Linked DNA regions of Mus musculus: regions 2, 3, 4, 5, 6 and 7 are each linked to region 1. A link is a contact called in public ChIA-PET, Micro-C and promoter capture Hi-C data. All regions are on one chromosome and are shown on one strand. Each heading gives the region's core, a stretch centred on a gene start, on an enhancer-like site or on the middle of the called end of the contact. The rest is flanking DNA. Distances are from core to core; before and after follow the strand shown.

Evidence for each region. Promoter capture Hi-C pulls out the DNA fragments that hold promoters and counts their contacts. Hi-C and Micro-C count contacts between places; a contact is called where the count stands out from the background. ChIA-PET counts read pairs in DNA pulled down with a chosen protein or histone mark.
Region 2: an RNA polymerase II ChIA-PET map of memory CD8 T cells shows a contact between it and region 1, with 5 read pairs. The contact joins the promoter of Hyou1 here to the promoter of Scn4b in region 1. A contact is called at or near these places in 1 of 39 promoter capture datasets (pre-B cells) and 1 of 115 datasets of contacts at active chromatin or transcription factors (memory CD8 T cells).
Region 3: a contact with region 1 is called in an RNA polymerase II ChIA-PET map of memory CD8 T cells, with 12 read pairs. The contact joins the promoter of H2ax here to the promoter of Scn4b in region 1. A contact is called at or near these places in 1 of 39 promoter capture datasets (pre-B cells) and 1 of 115 datasets of contacts at active chromatin or transcription factors (memory CD8 T cells).
Region 4: a Micro-C map of embryonic stem cells shows a contact between it and region 1, with 4 times the contacts expected there. The contact joins the promoter of Upk2 here to the promoter of Scn4b in region 1. A contact is called at or near these places in 5 of 39 promoter capture datasets (embryonic stem cells, liver, pre-B cells and 1 more), 2 of 15 datasets of contacts at CTCF or cohesin (embryonic stem cells and stem cell-derived epiblast-like cells), 9 of 484 Hi-C or Micro-C datasets (the HL-1 cell line, the N1E-115 cell line, cerebellum and 4 more) and 1 of 115 datasets of contacts at active chromatin or transcription factors (stem cell-derived neural progenitor cells).
Region 5: a contact with region 1 is called in a promoter capture Hi-C map of pre-B cells, with 4 times the contacts expected there. The contact joins the promoter of Ccdc84 here to the promoter of Scn4b in region 1. A contact is called at or near these places in 2 of 39 promoter capture datasets (hippocampal neurons and pre-B cells).
Region 6: a contact with region 1 is called in an RNA polymerase II ChIA-PET map of memory CD8 T cells, with 8 read pairs. The contact joins the promoter of Cbl here to the promoter of Scn4b in region 1.
Region 7: a contact with region 1 is called in a promoter capture Hi-C map of pre-B cells, with 3 times the contacts expected there. The contact joins the promoter of Slc37a4 here to the promoter of Scn4b in region 1. A contact is called at or near these places in 2 of 39 promoter capture datasets (hippocampal neurons and pre-B cells).

What each region holds. Positions count from the first base shown.
Region 1 is chr9:45,137,185-45,139,884 of GRCm38.p6, forward strand. Scn4b (sodium channel, type IV, beta) reads left to right here and starts at 1,440. Exons shown (of 5, transcript NM_001013390.3): 1 at 1,440-1,918. The coding sequence starts at 1,858.
Region 2 is chr9:44,378,069-44,380,768 of GRCm38.p6, forward strand. It overlaps Hyou1 (hypoxia up-regulated 1), which reads left to right and starts at 1,422. Exons shown (of 26, transcript NM_021395.4): 1 at 1,422-1,527; 2 at 2,445-2,542. The coding sequence starts at 2,452.
Region 3 is chr9:44,333,421-44,336,120 of GRCm38.p6, forward strand. It overlaps H2ax (H2A.X variant histone), which reads left to right and starts at 1,295. Exons shown (of 1, transcript NM_010436.2): 1 at 1,295-2,657. The coding sequence starts at 1,342. The coding sequence ends at 1,773. Dpagt1 (dolichyl-phosphate (UDP-N-acetylglucosamine) acetylglucosaminephosphotransferase 1 (GlcNAc-1-P transferase)) reads left to right here. Exons shown (of 9, transcript NM_007875.3): 9 at 1-475.
Region 4 is chr9:44,453,370-44,456,069 of GRCm38.p6, forward strand. Upk2 (uroplakin 2) reads right to left here and starts at 1,398. Exons shown (of 5, transcript NM_009476.2): 1 at 1,262-1,398; 2 at 693-824; 3 at 426-564; 4 at 114-184. The coding sequence starts at 1,337.
Region 5 is chr9:44,416,789-44,419,488 of GRCm38.p6, forward strand. It overlaps Ccdc84 (coiled-coil domain containing 84), which reads right to left and starts at 1,281. Exons shown (of 11, transcript NM_201372.4): 1 at 1,081-1,281; 2 at 845-1,008; 3 at 323-421. The coding sequence starts at 1,200.
Region 6 is chr9:44,232,683-44,235,382 of GRCm38.p6, forward strand. It overlaps Cbl (Casitas B-lineage lymphoma), which reads right to left and starts at 1,364. Exons shown (of 16, transcript NM_007619.2): 1 at 1,018-1,364. The coding sequence starts at 1,206.
Region 7 is chr9:44,397,082-44,399,781 of GRCm38.p6, forward strand. It overlaps Slc37a4 (solute carrier family 37 (glucose-6-phosphate transporter), member 4), which reads left to right and starts at 1,273. Exons shown (of 8, transcript NM_008063.3): 1 at 1,273-1,540; 2 at 2,168-2,400. The coding sequence starts at 1,393.

The DNA.
Region 1 (2,700 bases), core at 190-2,689:
ATGTTGGAAAGGCCTGGTGCAAGATACAGGTGCAAAAAGGCACACAAGTCTCAATGTAGGTAATAAATCAGGATAGAGGCGTGGTGGAGAACACCTTTCATCCCAGCACTCAGGAAGGGGAAGAAGAGGCAGGGCGATCTCTGAGTTCCAGGACAGTTTGGCCTACAGGGCTACACAGAGAACTCCTGTCTCAAAACCACCACCACTACAGCAATGACAGCAGGAACAGCAACTCAGGATCATTAAGTAAAGTTTATCTCCCATCCTCGGCCTCTGACTGCTTTTCCATGGTGGCCTAGAAGATGGGATTTCTTTTCAGACTCTTCCCCAGTCATCTTGCTTTTGTGACTGGTCCTGCAGCGACTGGGGTTCCACTCAGGAACCACCCACCTGCTTATCAAACTTATCCAAGAGGAGTCCAACTCAGCAACCCCTAGGGGAAACACTAGATTCTTGGATCCCCAGAACCCTTTAGAACTCAGAGGAGGTGTGTTCCCTGGACTCATGGGCTAGCATGAGGTCCCCTAAAACTAGGAGCCCAGGGCTGCCCTCCCTGTTGCCTAGCATTGAGGATGATGCTATTTTGCATCAGGAGGTAAATATCATGGGGTCACCATCCAGCAGACAGCAGAATTCTCCAGAAAAGTTGTGTGCTTTGTTCAGAGTTCTCCAGCAGCAAACACAGGGCATCAGAGCTGTTCAACTACCATGACAACCAACGAAGCAAAAGAAAACAAGGTTCTCCCCGCAGACAGTTAACATTCTGTATACAACCTCAATGGTCTCTTATGGCGCTGAAGCCTTTCAGGAACTCCGGGTTGGAAGATGGGTGGAGGGTGTGGCGAGGTGGAGGGTGTATTTCCAAGGTTTAACTGGTCTCCGGACAGTGAGGAGGATTTGTCCTGGAGGGTAGCTTGAGTAGTTGACTAGAGGTCTTGAGGGGGGACCTTCTTGGTGTTTACGGTTGCCTCCCCACCCCCGCCTCCCCGCGCTGGGGGCAAAGCACGCTGTCTCCAAGTGACTGCCTGCCAACCCTCTAAGAAGCAAAGAGTCTGTGCAGAAATGGGTTGGTGGGCGGCGTGCAGGAGACTTTGCAGGGGAAACTAGGTTTGCCACAGCCTAAAAGCCATCCGCAGAGCGAATGAGCGGCGCGGCTGGAGGCGACGCGTGTTGGTTCAGGGCTGTACCGGTCGTCCGCAGCGGGCAAGCCGGCACACGCCCACCGGCTGCGGCAGCGCCCGCTGCGGATGTCCTCCCGGCGGTCCCCGGAGAGGCAGCCGCTGCCCTTACTCGTGTTCTCTGAGCGGAACAAAAACAGCCTTCCAACAAACCTAAAAGCTCCACCTCTACTCCCCCGTGAACTCTTCTCCTAATTGGCAGCTCGGCGCTTGGGATGATGCGGGCGTCTGCGGGCTGGCCCTGCAGTGCCAAGCCGCAGCATTCCCGTCCCGCTGGAGAGGAAGAGGGCTGCCCAGGCTGGACCCTACGGCCGTGATACACGGCGCAACGGGCACTGTGCGAAACCGACGGGGACGCCGCCCCTCCTGCGGCTGGAGCGCTTCCAGAGCAGAGGCGCATCGCAGTGCCGCTCGCCCCGGCGTCCTCCCTTCAGCTCCGGCTCCTCCTCCCCCTTCCAGCCCCGGCTCCTGCAGCCGGCTCCAAGAGGCGGCGGGCGCGCCTCCCCCTCCTTGGTCTCCCCCTCGTCTCGCTCTCTCGCGGCTAACTTTCCGGAGCCCCGACCCGCGGCTCGGAGCTCCCCTGGCAGCTGCGGGGCCCACAGACGACCTCGGGTGGAGAGCCCGGCTGTCCCCACTATTCCATCCCAAGCCCCCGGAGCGCTCCAGAGAGAACAGGACCATGTCCCGGGCTGGGAACCGAGGCAATACTCAGGCGAGATGGCTGGGCACTGGGCTTTTGGGTAAGATAGCCCCAGCTTTGTCATTTCTCTCTCTCGCCTCTTTCTTAACCCCACCCCATCCTGAAGGAGGTGAAGAGAAGTGCCTTAGACAAGGTGGCACCAAATGATTGGGATGCCGGTCTTCCTCCGGACCCTTAGCTTTAAGACTATGTTCCCTGGGAACCTTGTGCATTTTCCCCAACCCCTGCCACCCGGGCAGTGAGTTTCTTGCTTTCTTTGATGCCTTTTGGAGCTAGGTGTTGGAGCTGCAGCAGGGAAATCCTCCTGAGACCGGAGTTAAGGCATGCTGGTGGGGTGGGGGCTGGGGTGTCTACTGCCTTGAGTGTGGGGGCTCCAGGGAGTTTGCAGGTGTAGCGGTGTCTGCCGCTCTTGCCTAGTACTATTGACTTGCTTGCTTCCCTGGCAGCAGGAAATGCTCCAATGGGGGACGAGGGTCTCCCTCCCGACTCTTCGCCAGGTTCTCCCCACTTCTTCCTTTCTGGTGTCCATTGCCACTCTTTCAAATGCTGGAAGGACTTAGAAGAACCCAGAGGACCACTCAAAGGCCACCTTTTCAGAAGGTCCTTGTCCCTCTTCCTTTAAAGGGTTTCTTTGGGGAAAGACCTGTTTGGCTTGCTACTGGCTTTTCATTTTGGGGAAGGCTGGGAAGAGAGAGGAGTCAGGCCCAGAGGACACAGAGGGTATAGACTCTTATGGCTATCTATTAATATTCACATGATGGTTTTGAGTGTCAAACTCCAAGAGATTAAGCAATGGTATTTATTAGTCCAGACCAGAATCTA
Region 2 (2,700 bases), core at 172-2,671, 760 kb before region 1:
GGACTCAGCACACACACACAAACACAAATGCCATATGTGTGTACAGCACACACAAAATGAAAAAAGCGAAACTCAACAGAATCGACAACTTACACATCTATCACTGGCAGATAAAGCCCACATTATGCACTGTTGTACACAATGTTGTACAGTAGTAACGAGGGAAATCCCACTGACACAGAAAATTCTTAGTTGAAAAATAGCAAATAATTGCTTTTTTTGTTATTGTTCGAAAAATGTTACTTTTCTAGAAAGAGATATGTGTATCATAATGAGCAGGAAGTTACATATCATGCTACAGATAAGAGTGGGAGGTTGTGTCAGGGGACTTACTTTTATTTATAAATCTTTTCTCTGGGTAGCAGTGTGTGTGTTTGGTTGGTTTCGTTTTTGAGACAGAGTTTCTCTGGGTAGCCTTGGTTGTTTGTTGTGGAACTTGCTCCGTAGACCAGGATGGCCTCAAGCAGGTAGAGATCTGCTTGCCTCTGCCTCCCAAGTGCTAAGATTAAGGCCACCACCACCAGTCCGTTCCTAATCTTTACATCACATGAATACTCATTTTTTAAAAAAAGATTTATTTATTATTATATGTAAGTACACTGTCTTTAGACACACTAGAAGAGGGAGGGCATCATATCTCATTATGGGTGGTTGTGAGCCACCCACCATGTGATTGCTGGGAATTGAACTCCGTACCTTTGGAAGAGCAGTCAGTGCTCTTACCCACTGAGCCATTTCACCAGCCCGAATACTCATTTCTTTTCTTAATTTTTGAACGGTGTTGTTGATGGAATCCAGAGCCTTAACTACGCCAGACAAGAGCTGTATCTCTGAGCTATTTTCCCAGCCCTGAACCATTCCTAAGAAGAAACAATGACGGTACCAAAGGTCAAGCCAATTAAAGTCTTATTTTTTAGTTTGCAATATCGTCTCTCGTACTATTGGGGTTCAGAGTTAAAGCCAATCCGTCACAAACACGGTTTATCTCCGGCCCATCAGCGAACATCATTCTTGTGGCTTAGGTTTTTCAATGAACCCATAAAGTTGGAGTGGTCCCCTGTTATCTTGCCCAAGTCCAGGGCACACGCATGCGCCTCTTCCGCGTCGCCGCAGCGAATGCAGCTCAGTATGATTCCGTCGCGCGGATGCCCCAGGTAACCGGAAGAAGGCCAAGGACTTCGCAATCCACGAGAGCACCTGCTCCCACGCGGGGTTCCGCTAGGGTTCCGCATCGAAGCGTCCGGCACCGATGCTGGCAGAAGTCCCGCGAGGAGTAACCCGGCCGCGAACCGTGACGTGGCCCAATCCGCAGCCAGCTCTGGCAGTTTCGTCCCAACCGGTACTCAGGCCCAGCTGCGTCCTCGAGGGGCGGGGCCGCAGAGGGGCGGGTCTTCTACGTGGACCAATGGGGTCTCGCGCCGGGTCTCGTGGGCGGTGCTAAGTGCGCGGCGCAGGGCCGAGCGGCAGGGGCGCCAATGAGCGTGCGCCGCGTCCGGGGCCGGCTGGTGCGCGAGACGCCGCTGAGAGGTTGGTGGCCACTGTAACAGTTTGCAAACGAAGGGGAGTTGTGAAGGGCCCGGGGTTGGGGTCGTGCTGCTGGCCGTGTGGGTACGTCCTCGCCGCCTTGATCCCGGAGCGAAGGACACAGGAGCTGAAGGCCAGAGGGAGCGGGGGTGAGGATGGAGCAGCCGTCGGGCCGCGGCTCCTAGGGGAGGCAGCGTGCTAGCTTCGGGGGCGGGCCGGTAGCCGGAGCGAGGGCCGCACGGACACCGGTCCCTTCGGTCCTGAAGTTCAGGCGCTGAGCTGCCCCCTCGCGCTCAGGGTGGGCCTGAATCCATTTCTGGGAGTGGGATCTTCCACCTTCGTCAGGTGAGGTTTAGGTGAACATCCACCCGGCTTGTAACCTTAGCCTGCACAACGTCTGCGTAGGCAGCGTGGCCCAGGAGTGGGATGGGCAAGGAGGGTGGGCTGGACAATGCTCAGGGAATTCAGAGAAGGGGACAAACCCTTCTGTGCCAGCCATCCCCAACGTCATCACCTTCCAGTTCCTGCCCAAGCTCAACCTGGCTTTCCCGGCCACCCGGGAACCCCAGGTGTGAGGTATTTGAGCCGATTTCGAGGGTCCTGGCCAAGCTCCAGGTGTCTGACAGGTACAGTGCTGTGGTGTGCCGATTGCTTACCTGTACGTAGACCGAAAAAAGGTCAACTCTTATTTGTCTAAGTAAGTGGTGGAGGGCCCTTTTGCTTCGGCCCGAATGTGAGACACTTGGGAGGATGTTTAAAATGATTGAAACTCCTCAGGAAGGAAGAGAAGAGGTCGAGCTGCTGTGCTTTTTTGCCAAAGTGCAACAGATAAGAATCTTTGAGCTTGTCTGTTCTGGGATGTGGTTCTGTTTCCTTCTTCATTCAGCATCCAGTTACAAGTGTTTTTCCTTTCCCATTAGGGTCACAATGGCAGCCACAGTAAGAAGGCAGAGGCCAAGGAGGCTACTCTGTTGGGCCTTGGTGGCTGTCCTCTTGGCAGACCTGTTGGCACTGAGCGGTATGTACCTGGCTAAGGTGTTAAAGAAGAATGGAAGGATAAGAGGGCACAAGGTGCCTACTCGAGTTTGGGGTTGCTGGATCTAGCCTTTTTCTTTGTCTTTGCCATGGAAAGCAGGCTGCTTCCATTGATTTGCCTTAGGAAGGCAGGAGGGTGTG
Region 3 (2,700 bases), core at 45-2,544, 800 kb before region 1:
CTAACTCTAAAGGAATTCACCTGAGCCTTGAGAGAGAACCTGGGCTAGGGCTAGAGTTAGGGCTACATACTCCAAGGTGACCTCACATTTGACTATCAAATGAAGTGTTGTGATTGGGAAGCGTAGAGGCAGGGCCATGTGCTCAGAACGGTGACAATAAAGGACTGCCTTTTACTTGTTCCTCTAGTGTAGCATCCCCTCCCTCTGTCCTTTTTAACCTTCGTGGTGCTTCAGGAGTGAACACCGGGGCTTCCTTATACTTAACTGCTCTACCACTGAACTATATGCCAAGTCTGGTATATTTATTTTTTATATAGGCATTTTAGGATAGATTGGAAGGGTTAGACCGGGTACCTTTCCCAATAGGATACCGATCTCTGTTCCATCAGACCCTTTCTTGCAAAAAAGGCCTGTCACAAACTAAGACCAGACAGAACATGTTGAATAAATATCGCAGCACAAACTTGTGATAGCATAAAAGATCACAGTGCTCCATTTTCTGGCATAGGATTAAACTCCTAGGAGGTTTCATTTCGTTTCTTTTAAACCCTCCCTCCCTTTAATCTGCACTAGGGAGGCAGAGGCAGGCTGATCTCTGAGTTCCAGGACAGGCAGGGCTACTCAGAGAAACCCTGTCTCAAACAAACAAAAGCCAGATGGTGGTGGCGCACGCCTTTAATCCTCAGGCTTGGGAGGCAGAGGCAGGCGGATCTCTGAATTCAAGGCCAGCCTGGTCTACAGAGTGAGTTCCAGGACAGCCAGGGCTACACAGAGAAACCCTGTCTCGAAAAACAAACAAACAAACCTAAAAATAATAATGAACAAATAAACCCTCCGTCTACCAGATTAGAGGAGGGAGTGGGAAGTGCTCTAACCTGGAAGGAGAACGCTGCTTATAGTGTAGACCCTTTTCCTTTAAGACCAAAGACCGACTCAAATTTCCCAGAAACTGTAGAGGTAGCTCCAAGCTCCACCCTTCTAGTCTTCAGGTTTTGTTGTCGCGCCGTAGCGTTTAAATTTCGCGCGCTCTACACGGATTGGCCATTTCCAGGGGTGAGCAGCCTCCGGCTTGCGGCCACTCCGCCTTGTCTTCTTCCCCGGGTAAAAGGTTTTCAAATTGGACCAATCACTGGGCGCGTTCTCTCAGCTAAGGCGCGTCACCGAAGGGTTAATTGCAACCAACCAGAGGTGGGTATTAAAAAAGGAACCAATCAGGAGGAAGCGGGGGCGTGTCCAGGGAGTTTATAAGGCCGGGCTTGGCCGGCCAGGCGACCGTTGACTGCGGCGGTTGGTAGTTCGTGGTCTCTCAGCGTTGTTCGCAGCTCTTCTACCTCGTACACTATGTCCGGACGCGGCAAGACCGGCGGCAAGGCCCGCGCCAAGGCCAAGTCGCGCTCTTCACGCGCCGGCCTTCAGTTCCCTGTAGGCCGCGTACACCGGCTGCTGCGGAAAGGCCACTACGCCGAGCGCGTGGGCGCAGGCGCGCCGGTGTACCTGGCAGCGGTGCTCGAGTACCTCACTGCCGAGATCCTGGAGCTGGCGGGCAACGCGGCCCGCGACAACAAGAAGACGCGCATCATCCCGCGCCACCTGCAGCTGGCCATCCGCAACGACGAGGAGCTCAACAAGCTGCTGGGCGGCGTGACCATCGCGCAGGGCGGCGTCCTGCCCAACATCCAGGCCGTGCTGCTGCCCAAGAAGAGCAGCGCCACCGTGGGGCCCAAGGCGCCGGCGGTCGGCAAGAAGGCCTCGCAGGCCTCTCAGGAGTACTGAGGGGGCCCGCGCCGAGGCCGCCCAGCCCTCCCCACACCTCCACAAAGGCCCTTTTAAGGGCCACCACCTCCCTCACAGAAAGAGCTGAGCCACTTCGGGCTGCGGCGGCTTGCCGCGTCCCCATCCTTTCTCTTTCCCTCCTCTCCCCTCCCCGCCCTCGCGCCACTCTTCCCCTTACCCCGCACGGCCTCCGGTTCTGCCACGGAGGACGCGGGCGCCGCGGCACCTGCCCATCCCGGAGCTCGTGACATCGCTTCGCCGTTCTCGGTTGTGGACGACGGCTCCGTGCGGAGAGGCTGCGGCGCCTTCCCGGAGTCTCGGCCCCTCGCTCAGACGTCCGGCCGCGGTGGGCTTGAAGGTTAGTCCCTCCGCAGCTACAGCCCCGGCGTCTTTGCTTCAGCTTGGTGCTTAGCCCTCGCCTGGACCTTTGAAAAGTGACTTGATTGCCGGGCTTAGAGGAGGAGAAATGGATCACATTGTTTCCTTCGGTGTCACCGTTGCTGGCCTCATACCAGTTGACCCTGTCGCCATTCGTAGGCCAGTGTGGTGTGGCGGGGCCAAAAATGGTTGTAATGTGAACCCAGTTTCTCTAGGAATACCTCCCGGCAAGGGTCAGAGAGACGCTTACCGGCCTGTGGACAAGAGTTCTATACCTGCCGCAGGCGACTGGCAGCCGGGCCTAGCCATCCATCCCCTCTTCCCCAGCGACTCAACTACAACCCAAACACCTAGATACCAGCACAAGCCGGTGAATCCCTGTCTGGACTGAGCCTCTGGCTTCTGAACTGGAACTTTTGCAGCTATTACAAGTTTAGAACCTTAAGTGGGGAGATTTAATGGGCTAATTTTATTAAAGGATCGTTTGGTTTTGTTTTTTTAAAAAAGTGGTTTAATGTTGAATGCTGTAGTCCCAGGGCTGGACATATA
Region 4 (2,700 bases), core at 148-2,647, 680 kb before region 1:
GTTGGGGCGGGGGAGAGAGAGCGACTGAGCGCTCAGAAAACAGTTTATCTAACTTGCTCTAGGAGAAAAAAGTCGGAGCTTAGGGAAGTGTGAGAGACGGGCATTTTACTTACGAGGAAGCGTGGACATGGGAGTCTCTGGACTGGACTCGGTGGATGTCCCCTTCTGTACTCGGTAGGATATGCTTTAGAGGCAGGAGTTGAGAGAAAGCAGAGATTGTACGTATCTGGCACTCGGGAGGAGGGGTTCCAGCCTCCACCTTCTAGCTATGTGTCCCATCTGGGCCCTCCTGGGGTCCAGGTTCACATTTCCTACCCTTTAGCTGTGCCCTCTCTAACTCATGCTTCCTGGCACTTCCCCACCCTCACGGGACCTCCACTTCCCTTTTTTGCATCCCACCTCCACAGGTGTCCATCGGTACCTACTAGTATTTGGTTCCTGGTGTTAGGTTTGTCACCTGATATGCGCTGAGCCTTGTGACGGTGTAGCCAGACCCACTGTCCACCACGCTCACAAGCTCCCTGCGCCCGCGACATGGAGGCACCACAAAGTCTGACTTAACCACTGAGGGGAAATAGGAGTGAAAGGCAAGATCAGATTTCTAGCAGTCCACTCTTGTAGAACGGGCAGCTCTTGGGTATCGTTAAGAGGGGTTACGACGAGTAGAATAAATGGGTACAAGGGAGGTCTACCTTTGCTGTCGTTGGCTCTCCGGACCATCAATGTGGCATTACCTCCCGTGAGGTGACATGGGGGCAAGGCAATTAACAGGCTTTCTGTTAGCGCCGGAGACAGCAGACCAGAGAGGCTTGAGATGTTGAAGTCTGTTAGGGAGCCGAGAGGGAACTCAGGAGTTAGCCCCCTCTTAACTCAGAGCTGGCGGGGTGGGTGGGTGGTCATTGCTAAGGGTGCAGAGACAGAAGAGGAGCGTGTGGATCTGACCACCAGATGGCAGGCTTGAGCTGCAGATGGTGGGTACGCCGCGCTGTTTGGGAGCCAGACTAGACCATGGCACCCAGACTAGACCATGGCACCCAGTCAGTCCCCAGTCTCGCCCAACTCACACAAACCTTGGACACTTACCCAAATTTCTTGACTCCTGGATCTGGAAGAAGCCCAGGAATTTGTCACCTGATCCCTACCACTAGTAACTCTCAACCCCAACCAGCTAGACCAACATTCTGTCCTTGAGAGCCCTGGGGAGACAATGCTCCCTGTCTAGCGCTCTGAAACCCTCCTCGCTCCCACCAGCAATAGAGACCTGCAGTCCCCGGAGCCAGGACAGCCAGCAGAATCAGGATCAGGGGCAAGGTCTGGACAGGCAGTGTGGATGCCATACTGCGCTGGGAACTGGATCCTGGAACAGGTGCTGACAGGCTGGGGTTTCCTGGGGCCAATGAGGCCCTGCCCCAGGATAGCTGATTTTGTCTCGGAGTGGGAGGGGCTGCTGGGAATCCAGTCCAACTTGCCCCTTGGGCACTGTAGCCTCAGGGAGGGGCCCCAGACAGGTTTTTCAGGCTGGGGAGCTGGCCCTCGGGCCTAAAGGGGGATGCTCTGGCTGGGTCCTGGCAGCTTAGTTAGCTGCAGGGGAGTATGGCTCTTTCTGGAACTCCCGCGACTGAAGGACAGAGTTCCTCTGTCTGAGTGTCTGCCTCCTGGACTGTAGAGGGTGCTGTCTCCAAGGAGGTAGGCGTTTTCCTAGGAGAGCCATGAGTTCTAAAATTGCCCTGGTGTGTAGGTGTAGGAAAAGCCCCAAGGGTTGAAAGGGCTTTGGCTAGTAAGGATGGGAGAGGAGGGGGTTGGTTAGGTAGGGTGGGGATAGCAGAGCCTGAGATCCAATTCTAGTATTTAACTGAGGCCTAAGAAACTGCGACTCTGGGAGAAGCGGAGGGTATCAGTGTGAGCCTTCAGATTTCTCCAGAAGGTGGAGACAAGGGAAGTTAGTGAAGGCTTCCAGGTAAACGCAGGTCCAGTCCAGCAAGGCTAGTGGGCAGTGGAGTAGATACAAACAGACTTGGACAGCAAGCGGTTGTGCAACGGGTAGCGAGTAAAGCAGGAAAACCTTAGGAAACAAGACCAGGGGCTGGGCGATGGTGGCGAATGCCTTTAATCCCAGCACTTGGGAGGAAGGTGGATTTCTGAGTTTGAGGCCAGCCTGGTCTACAGAGTGAGTTCCAGGACAGCTAGGGCTACAAAGAGAAACCTTATGTTAAAAAAAAAAAAAAAAAAAAGCAAAAACAAAAACAAAGCAAAAAGTAGCAACAACAAAACCCTTCAAGACAAAAACAATCCTGTAACCAGGAGCAGAGGAGGTGGAGGGCTGGGGTGTGGCTCAGCGGTGGACTGTGTGCAGGTCGCTCTGGGGTTCGATGCCTGGGACAACAGTTGGGGAAGAAACACCATCAGCAGCCACAGCTCCTCTGGTTCTCTCCTGCCCCAGGCTAACTGGGAGAACTGATGGAGGTTCTCCAGCCATGGACGAGTGACGTGGCCCCACTCAGTCACCTCTCCTCTAGACGCTGGCCAGGGGGCTCTGCATGCCCTCCTGAAAGGCACTGCTTTTTATAGATGCAGAACCTGAGACTCAGGTTGTCACTGCAAAGTGGCTGCAGGGGTGTGGGTGTCTCAGCTAGGTGAACTCGATAGGACCTGAGCTCAGACCGTCAGGGTCTGCTCCAGGAACCACCCATTTTCCCCAAC
Region 5 (2,700 bases), core at 31-2,530, 720 kb before region 1:
CTCCCTCAGAACTCCCCAATTTAAAGAAGCTCTCGTGGGGCTGGTGAGATGGCTCACCCGACTGCTCTTCCGAAGGTCCGGAGTTCAAATCCCAGCAACCACATGTTGGCTCACAACCATCCGTAACGAGATCTGACTCCCTCTTCTGGAGTGTCTGAAGACAGCTACAGTGTACTTACATATAATAAATAAATAAATAAATAAATCTAAAAAAAAAAAAAAAAAAAAAAAAGAATGGCATAAAAAAAACCACTTTAAAAAAAAAAAAAAGAAGCTCTTGTGCCTGACAAAGACCTGGATAACTCACGAACACGTAACTCACCGTGCATAATCCTGGGGGGAGATCAGAAACTTCTCTTTCATCTGGGCATTGGCCTTGTTCTCCCACCAGAATTTGTTGGTGGCTTTCTTGTGCTCTGGGCTGAGAATGGAGAGAAAGAGTAATCGTAGCTAGTCATTAAGAGAGTAAAACTGTACCGAATGTCAGAGCACTAGGTAAGTAATGCAGATTGGCCATTGGGTTGCTTCTGTGGGCTTGGCAGAGAGAAGAGGATTGTTTATACCAACCTCTTCAAGACCTCTATCTTGGGACTCCTTTCTTCCAATAAAGTGTGTGGTGGTGGTGAGAGGAGAGCAACCTGGCTTTTCTAGAAAGATCACCCACACCACTGGGACCGTGGAAGGGCTAAGATCCACTAAACTCCACGGTTGGCCAGGTAGTTCAGTCCATAACCCAACTAAGTCACAAAGTCGACCTTCCTTCTCCCCAATTTCAACTTCCCATGCCACACGTGTGTACAACTCTCTGTCTGTACGGGGGAGGTGGGTGTTTTCCAGTTGTCACCTGGCCAGATGTTCCAGCAGACCCCCGTGTAGCACTGTCAGGTTGCCATGGCTCAGGTGTTTTCGCACTTCGCAGCCACAGCACGGGCACCAACAGCACCGATCGTGCTCGGGGACATAGCGCTCCACCTGGGCGGCGCGGACGGCCCGGCGGGCGGCCTCCACCTGCAGGACAGAAGCCAGCTAGGACCCTGAAACCAGCCCACATTCCTGGCCTCCCCAGCCCCGGGTCCGCACCTGCGGTAGAAGCCGCTCCAGAGCCCCCTTCAACTGCCGCTGGTGCTTGTGGCTGTAGACGTGACCGCGACCACAGAAGAAAGTTTGCCGACACAGAGGACATCGCTGCGGTGGCGCCATAGACCCAGGACCCGGGAACACCCACACAGCGGCGGCTCGTCACCACCCACTGACCCCTGACCCTTCCGGGCCGGACGGGGCGGGGCGACCTAGGAGCTCCCGGTTCCCCTAGAGGCAGTAGGCGCTATTGCAATCCGTTCTGCGGCTGCGCGGAATATTCACTCCGGGCCCCCACCTCCCACGCACCCGCAGAAAACCCGGCAGCTTGTGAAAGAACGAGAAAGAATGCACGCCAGTTAGGACCTCAGATCGCACACTTTCAGGCGTTGACAAAGACCCAGTTTAGCGTAACAACGCAGAACTGGTAATTTCAGGGCGCACACTGTGACCCCGTGCTTTGTGCTAATGACCTCACCGAATCCTCACGTCGATGCTTTGTGGTGTGAGATTATTGGCATTTTACACATGGGAAAAAAAAAATCTACTCCTGAAGAAATGAGGACCTCTGAGGAAAGCTAGAGAGGTGTATTAAGCAGCCCCTCCAGCTTCCCTGAGACCTGCAGGGGTCTAAGTCACTGTGATATTCTTTTTTTTTTTTTGGTTTTTCGAGGAAGGGTCCTGGAGCTCACTTTGTAGACCAGTCTGGCCTCGAAATCAGAAATCCGCCTGGCTCTGCCTCCCAAGTGCTGGGGTTAAAGGCGTGTGCCACCACTGCCCGGCAGACTGTGATATTCTTAATTTTCAAAGGTGTTCTGCACAAGAATATTCTCTGTAAGTCATTTCTCCGAGCATTGGCTGGGAAATCTAATTCTGAAAACTTGAATGGTTACAGTGAATCATGCTCTATCGCCATTACAAGAATAATGTCATACGCCGCCCAGGTCAGACCCAATATGTTTTTCCCCATTTGTTCCAAAGTTGCTCAAAGCAGTCTGCTCCCAAGGTCTCTGCAATTAAGCTTACTTGATAGTATTTTCCTGCCAGTCTCCTCTACCAAATGCTCATTTCCCACCTGAACTTGGCTTGTGTGAAACAAAACCCAGCATCTTTACAATTAAGTTCCTTGAGTGGCCAGGTTTCCAGCGCCTGCATATACAGGTAGTCAAGCCCCACCCGGCAGGAAGGAAAAAAAAATCCTGTATTAGGCTTCAAAATCCTACCAATCCCTGAGTTTGTCCCAAAAAAATCAGACTATAGAATTCCACCAATCACTGAGTTTACCCTAAAAACATGCCACAGAATTCCACCAATCACTGAGCTTGCTCCTAGAGCAGGTCACAAAATTCCACCAATCCAGGAGTTTGCCCAAGATCAGACCATAAAATCCCACCAATCAAAAACTACCCTGGAAAGTGCCCCGCCAATCCCATTCTATATTATGCTTGCCTCGTATGTGGTTCCTTGCTGCTTTTTGCCTGGGTAGAGACGATCTTTTTCTTGTATCTTTCCCAATGCATCTCTTGTGTGAGGCGGTACTTTGTAGGATCCCTAGGCTCCCGACGACTGAACTTGGATCTTCGCAACAGCAGGTGCTCTTCACCACTGAACCATCTGTCCGGC
Region 6 (2,700 bases), core at 114-2,613, 900 kb before region 1:
GAACCTAGGCCCAGAGAGGAACCAAAGAAAACCAAATTTACTCCGGAGGAAATAACACCATTCACTTACATGCCGGGGCCTCCTAATCACATTTATCTGCAGTAGGAATGTTGAAAAAAATAATAACTGTGGTAAGAGTTAAGGAAACAGAGCACTGACTTCCAACAAAATGTTAAGACAAGATTGTGTATTCACGTTTAAGTACTGGGGCCAACTACAAGACTACATTATACAGGCTCAACTGTAAGGAAGTAAGATTCTCCTGATTGACAGACTTAAAGGGCTAACCATAGGCAACCCCACCCCCGCACCTGATTTTATAATGGCTATCAAAGGGGTCTTAAATAATAAGCAGGTAGGCCCGTTACAAAAATCAAACACTACAGCCCAGCGAAAAGCACCGAGAGCAAGCAGGAAGTTCTGTAGAAGTCAGACTATTAATTCAGCACGCTCAGTCAGTCCACCTTTCGAAAGATAATGGTTCTAACCAGAACTTGTGGTTTAACCAGTGCCTATCTCAGCAGCAGCGATGGATTACATCCAACACTTTGCAAGACAAAAACTTAAGCCATCCTTAGCGGAGAAGGGAAGTTCCTTCCTTCCCTGCCCCCATTTAAACCCACCTCTTTTTCTTTGATCTGTGTGCTACATCTTAATGAGAAAAAACTATAAGCTCACCCTGACCGCAGTCAGCCGGGCCGCCTCCTGAACCCAAGTCCCTCACCCAGGGCGACTCCTCTTCCAAACCCGGAGCCGTAGCCGGCAGATCCAACACACATCCCACCCCCAGCACCCCAGGCCCACCTCCCGGGGCTCACTCGACGACCCACATCCCCAAGCTCCGCACCCCCATCGCACTTCCGCCCGGGTGGCGCGGTGACCAGCCCTCCCCCAGCCCCCACCCCATCTTTGTCTGGCTCCCCCACACCTCAACGTTCCCAACTGCCAACGGCAGCCCTCCCTGGCGCCCCACCGCCCACGCCCACCCGGCGCCGCGCGCGCCCGCAGGCCGCTCACCTTGTCCATGAGCTTCCAGCACTTCTCCACCATCTTCTTGTCCACCGTGCAGGGAGGGTGCGGGCTGAGGTGGTGGTGGTGGTGGTGCGGCTGGAAGGCGTCCTTCATGAGCCCGATCAGGCCGCCCGCTCCCGAGCCCCCAGAGCCGCCGCCGCCGGCGCCCGAGCTCTTCTTCACGTTGCCGGCCATGGCCAGCGGAGGGTCGGGAGCCCGCTCGGCCGCGAGCGAGGGAATGGAGCCGGGCGAGAAGGAGGGGCCTCTCCGGCAACCACCGCCGGCGCTCGCAGCCCAGGGAGTGAGAGGGAGGCGCCCGCCCTGAGGCGCGCCCCTGCGCGGGCGCGAGCGCGGCCGGCGCAACGCGGGGGCGCGCGCCGGAGACGGGCAAGCACGGCACGCCGCGGCGACCCCCAACGCGCGCACGAGCTCGCGTGCACCCGCGTGCCCCGCGGCTCCCGGAAAGCCTCGACCAAGTTTCCGCGCCCACTGCTCCCGCCCTGACCCACTGGGACGGGCGGGGCGGAGCCCAAAGAAAACTCAGTGCCTGCGCCCTCTGCTGGAGAAGAGAGGAATGGAAGGAAAGAGGTGGGGTCCAAGGTAGAACCTGCGCACTAGGCAGAAGAGAAGCCTGGCCGTCCATGTTCGTTGTGGCCTGGGCTTGTTGCCTCCGGGAGTTGAGTCATGGCTGTGCTCGGATTAAGACGGGTAGGGATGGAAGGAGTCTTCTAAATGTGGATATTGAGCTTCGAGTTATCTGCCTCATCTTGTGGAAAGATGGAAAAAGAAAGCCAAAGTTCGTTTTCTTCCCCTTAGTGTTTTTATTTTTGTGGTGATTGGAATTGAACCTACGACCTCACACATCCTAGACAAGTACCCCACCTTGAGCTATATCCCTATTCCACCATCTTGTTTCACCATGTAGCCCTGGCTGCCTTGGAACTCGCTGTGTAGACCAGGGTGGCTCTGAACTCACAGAGATTCACATGCCTCTACCTCCCGAGCGCAGGGATTAAAAATCGCCTTGGTATTTATAACCCTCAAAGGTTGGGAATTCAGTTGCTGCAGCTTTTTGCAGACTAAGTCACATAAAGGTTTAAGGTTAAGGACACTCGCGTCTCACGCGCTTCTTCCAGACTTTTTAACCTTTTTAAAACAAGTAACTTCCTTTTGATCTTTTTCTTTCTGAAGAGCAATTCCTTTTCTGGGAACTGAATATGTACTTTAAAGATATTCTATTGCTCAGCGGAATGCGCTGGCGGCACGAGGCCCCGCCCACAGAGGCTGTGAGCCACTTGCATGGAGGGAACAGAAATTCAGCTCCCGGACACCTTCACTTCCCTAATCTTCAGACTTCACTAGAAGTACTTTGAAAATAGGAACTTCTTTTCCAAAGAAGAAGAAAGTACCCAACCTTGGTTTGCTAATATTTTTTTAGCTCCAAAACCATTTGGTGACATTAAGTACTCAGTTCTGCCACCAAGCCTTTGGCTGGTAGGTTGTTGAACTTGTCCAGTACTTGAAGAAAGAAAACAGTCTCTGAACACCAGAATTATTCAGTCCCACAACTTTGGGTTGCAAATCAGTCATTTTTTTTTTTTTTTTTCGAGACAGGGTTTCTCTGTGTAGTCCTGGCTGACCTGGAACTCACTCTGTAGACCAGGCTGGCCTCGAACTCAGAAATCCACC
Region 7 (2,700 bases), core at 23-2,522, 740 kb before region 1:
CCGGAGGCTGTCCGGGTGACTGCCCTTCCGGGATGGCGACAGTTCCACGGCCCAGGGACAGCGCTCTTGCAGATGCGGTGCCCTCGTGGCTGCAGCGCACAGTCTCCGCAGCTCTCTTGCTCCTGTCCCCAGGACCCGCAGTTCCCAGCCAGGAGTCGGGTGTCCCGGGTGGCTTGAGGACACGGGGTGCTCGGCAGGTGGCAAGCGGCGCCGCCTGCCCATCCTGACTGGCAGAGCCTAGGCTGCCAGAGCGAGGGGCCTCCCGAGGCTACGTGCGGCTTCTCTCGCCTACGCCTTGTGCTCCAGCGGCTGTGCAGCGGAGCAGAAAGCTGCGGTGGCGTGCTTCGGGGACCCACAGCCCCGCAGTACGGACCCCCTACTGATGTCGCAGGGTAATAGGGATCCAGAGGCAGTTCCAAGGGGGTCTCATCCAGACCTAAGCCCTAGGCGCGCCTTCTGCGTGTCATTGCAGGGTGAACTGAGGGGCTTGTCCCCCCGTTTAATTTTGCAACTACTGCAGTTATCTCGCTCCTTACCTACTGTTGTTCCTTGCACATTTCAGTGACAGAGGCCAGCCTTAGTGGAAAAAGGAGAATGGGAAATTCCAGAAATAAACGATAGGCTTTAAGAAACTTTTACTATGGTGCCTCATTGTGTTTTACTATTTACTTACTAGGTCTAATTTATGTATCTACCTTTTATCACTGTGTGTATAAGGAAAGTGTATGCGCTGTTCCCTACCACCATGAGGAGTTCAAGAAATATATCCCCCAATGAAGGGGATACCTATTAGGAAACTGTACTCCATTGTGTGCTAAGCATTTGGTGAAGGCTCAGCAGTGGGTGTGGGGTTGTTTTTAAGGTATGTGGTTGATTGAATGAACCTGGGGGGTAGGAACCGATCTAGTGCCTTTCACAATGTCCGGCAGCCTGGCACCGCAAAGGAACCTGAGAGAATGAGAAAGTTCATTGACCAAGGGAGTAGGGCTATACTGAGAGCTTGCTCTGCTCATCCTACCCGAGCCTCCCCTGGGCTTGTGCAGACAAAAGTAATTAGGCTGAGCCTTTAATCACAGCTGGCTTCACAGGCAAGAAGACTTGGGAAAGGAGGGAAGGGCAAGCAGTCCTGGGGACCCTCTCCTCCCCCGGTTTGGCTCTCAGTAACCTGTTTTCTTGTCTCTCTCAGGACACTGGGTTCCCTGGTTGCTGCCCCAGGCTTAATGATTGTCCAGAAGGCGGCTATAAAGAGCCTGGGTGGAGGAGAGAGAAAGCGCACAGAAAAACACAGCTCAGCAGATCCAGGCACTAAAGAGAGCTAGCTGCAAGCAGGAGCAGTCAAGAATCTGTGGTCAGAAGTACTGGAGTGGGCCAGCAGGGCCAGCTTTTTCTACCATGGCAGCCCAAGGCTACGGCTACTATCGCACTGTCATATTTGCGGCCATGTTTGGAGGCTACAGCCTGTACTATTTCAACCGCAAAACCTTCTCCTTTGTCATGCCCTCCTTGGTGGATGAGATCGCTCTGGACAAGGACGATTTGGGTAAGCCATGGAAGGGCAGGGTGGTGGGCTGTGGGATACACCATTTGGAGTATGGTTTGTCCAAGCATGGGGGGTTTCAAGCTTGTATCAGGTGGAGAGGCTGAGCTCCATGTGCCTGGGTGTGGGTGTACATGTGAAACCAGTGCTTAGCCGGTGTATATGCCTGGCACCCACACGTGCCCAGGAGGTGCTACTGGGAGCGGGTAGCAAGGTTTTCACACCTGTTCGTGCATGCTGCACCTGCAGGTCACGGTGAACACTGGGAGAGTAGCACCATGATTTGATGTGTCCTGCGTGCTACCTGCCAGGGGGAATAAGATCTTTGACTCTAGAGTCCTTCGCATTCAGACGTGTTTGGGCTTTTGGCGAGCATTCAGAGTGAGGTGGGAACTGCATATTCCAGGGGTAAAGAAAGAAAGAAATCCAAGAGGCTGAGAAGGTCCAAGTCAGCCTGGGCCTGTGATGCACGGCTCAGCAGGCAGGAGAGTGTCAAATCCGGGAAGGAACCTGTCTCACCCTGCCAGGCACCTGTACACACCTGACCCCTTACCTTCCTCCGCCCCTCCTGTGCCTCTGCCCTGTCCCTAACCCCTCAGGTGTCCTGCTCCCTGCTCCCCTTCGCTGCAGGGCTCATCACAAGCAGCCAGTCGGCAGCCTACGCCATCAGCAAGTTTGTGAGCGGGGTTCTGTCAGATCAGATGAGCGCCCGCTGGCTCTTCTCCTCTGGGCTGCTCCTGGTTGGTCTGGTCAACGTAGTCTTCTCATGGAGCTCCACAGTGTCAGCCTTTGCTGCTCTTTGGTTTCTTAATGGTCTGGCACAGGGGCTGGGCTGGCCCCCCTGTGGGAAGATCCTGAGGAAGGTGAGTGCATCTGATGAGCCTGAGGGGGAGGGCACCCAGTGGGCACTTGGGAGCACCTCTTCTTACACAACCCTTCCACCCCTAACCCATAGCAGGTTCCTTAGGAGTTCCCTGCCAGCTCCTGCTGCTGTTGGGATATTTTAGGAGCCTGAGGGTGGTGGGATCGGGTGGCAGACGAGGGACTGGGCTCCGCCAAGTAGAAGCACTCTTCCCTCATCCCTGTAATGTGAGTGTCTAGGTCTGCCACACTCGAGCTGCTCCTTCTGTGTGGCCTCTAAGCCAGGCACCTATTCTGTTCCC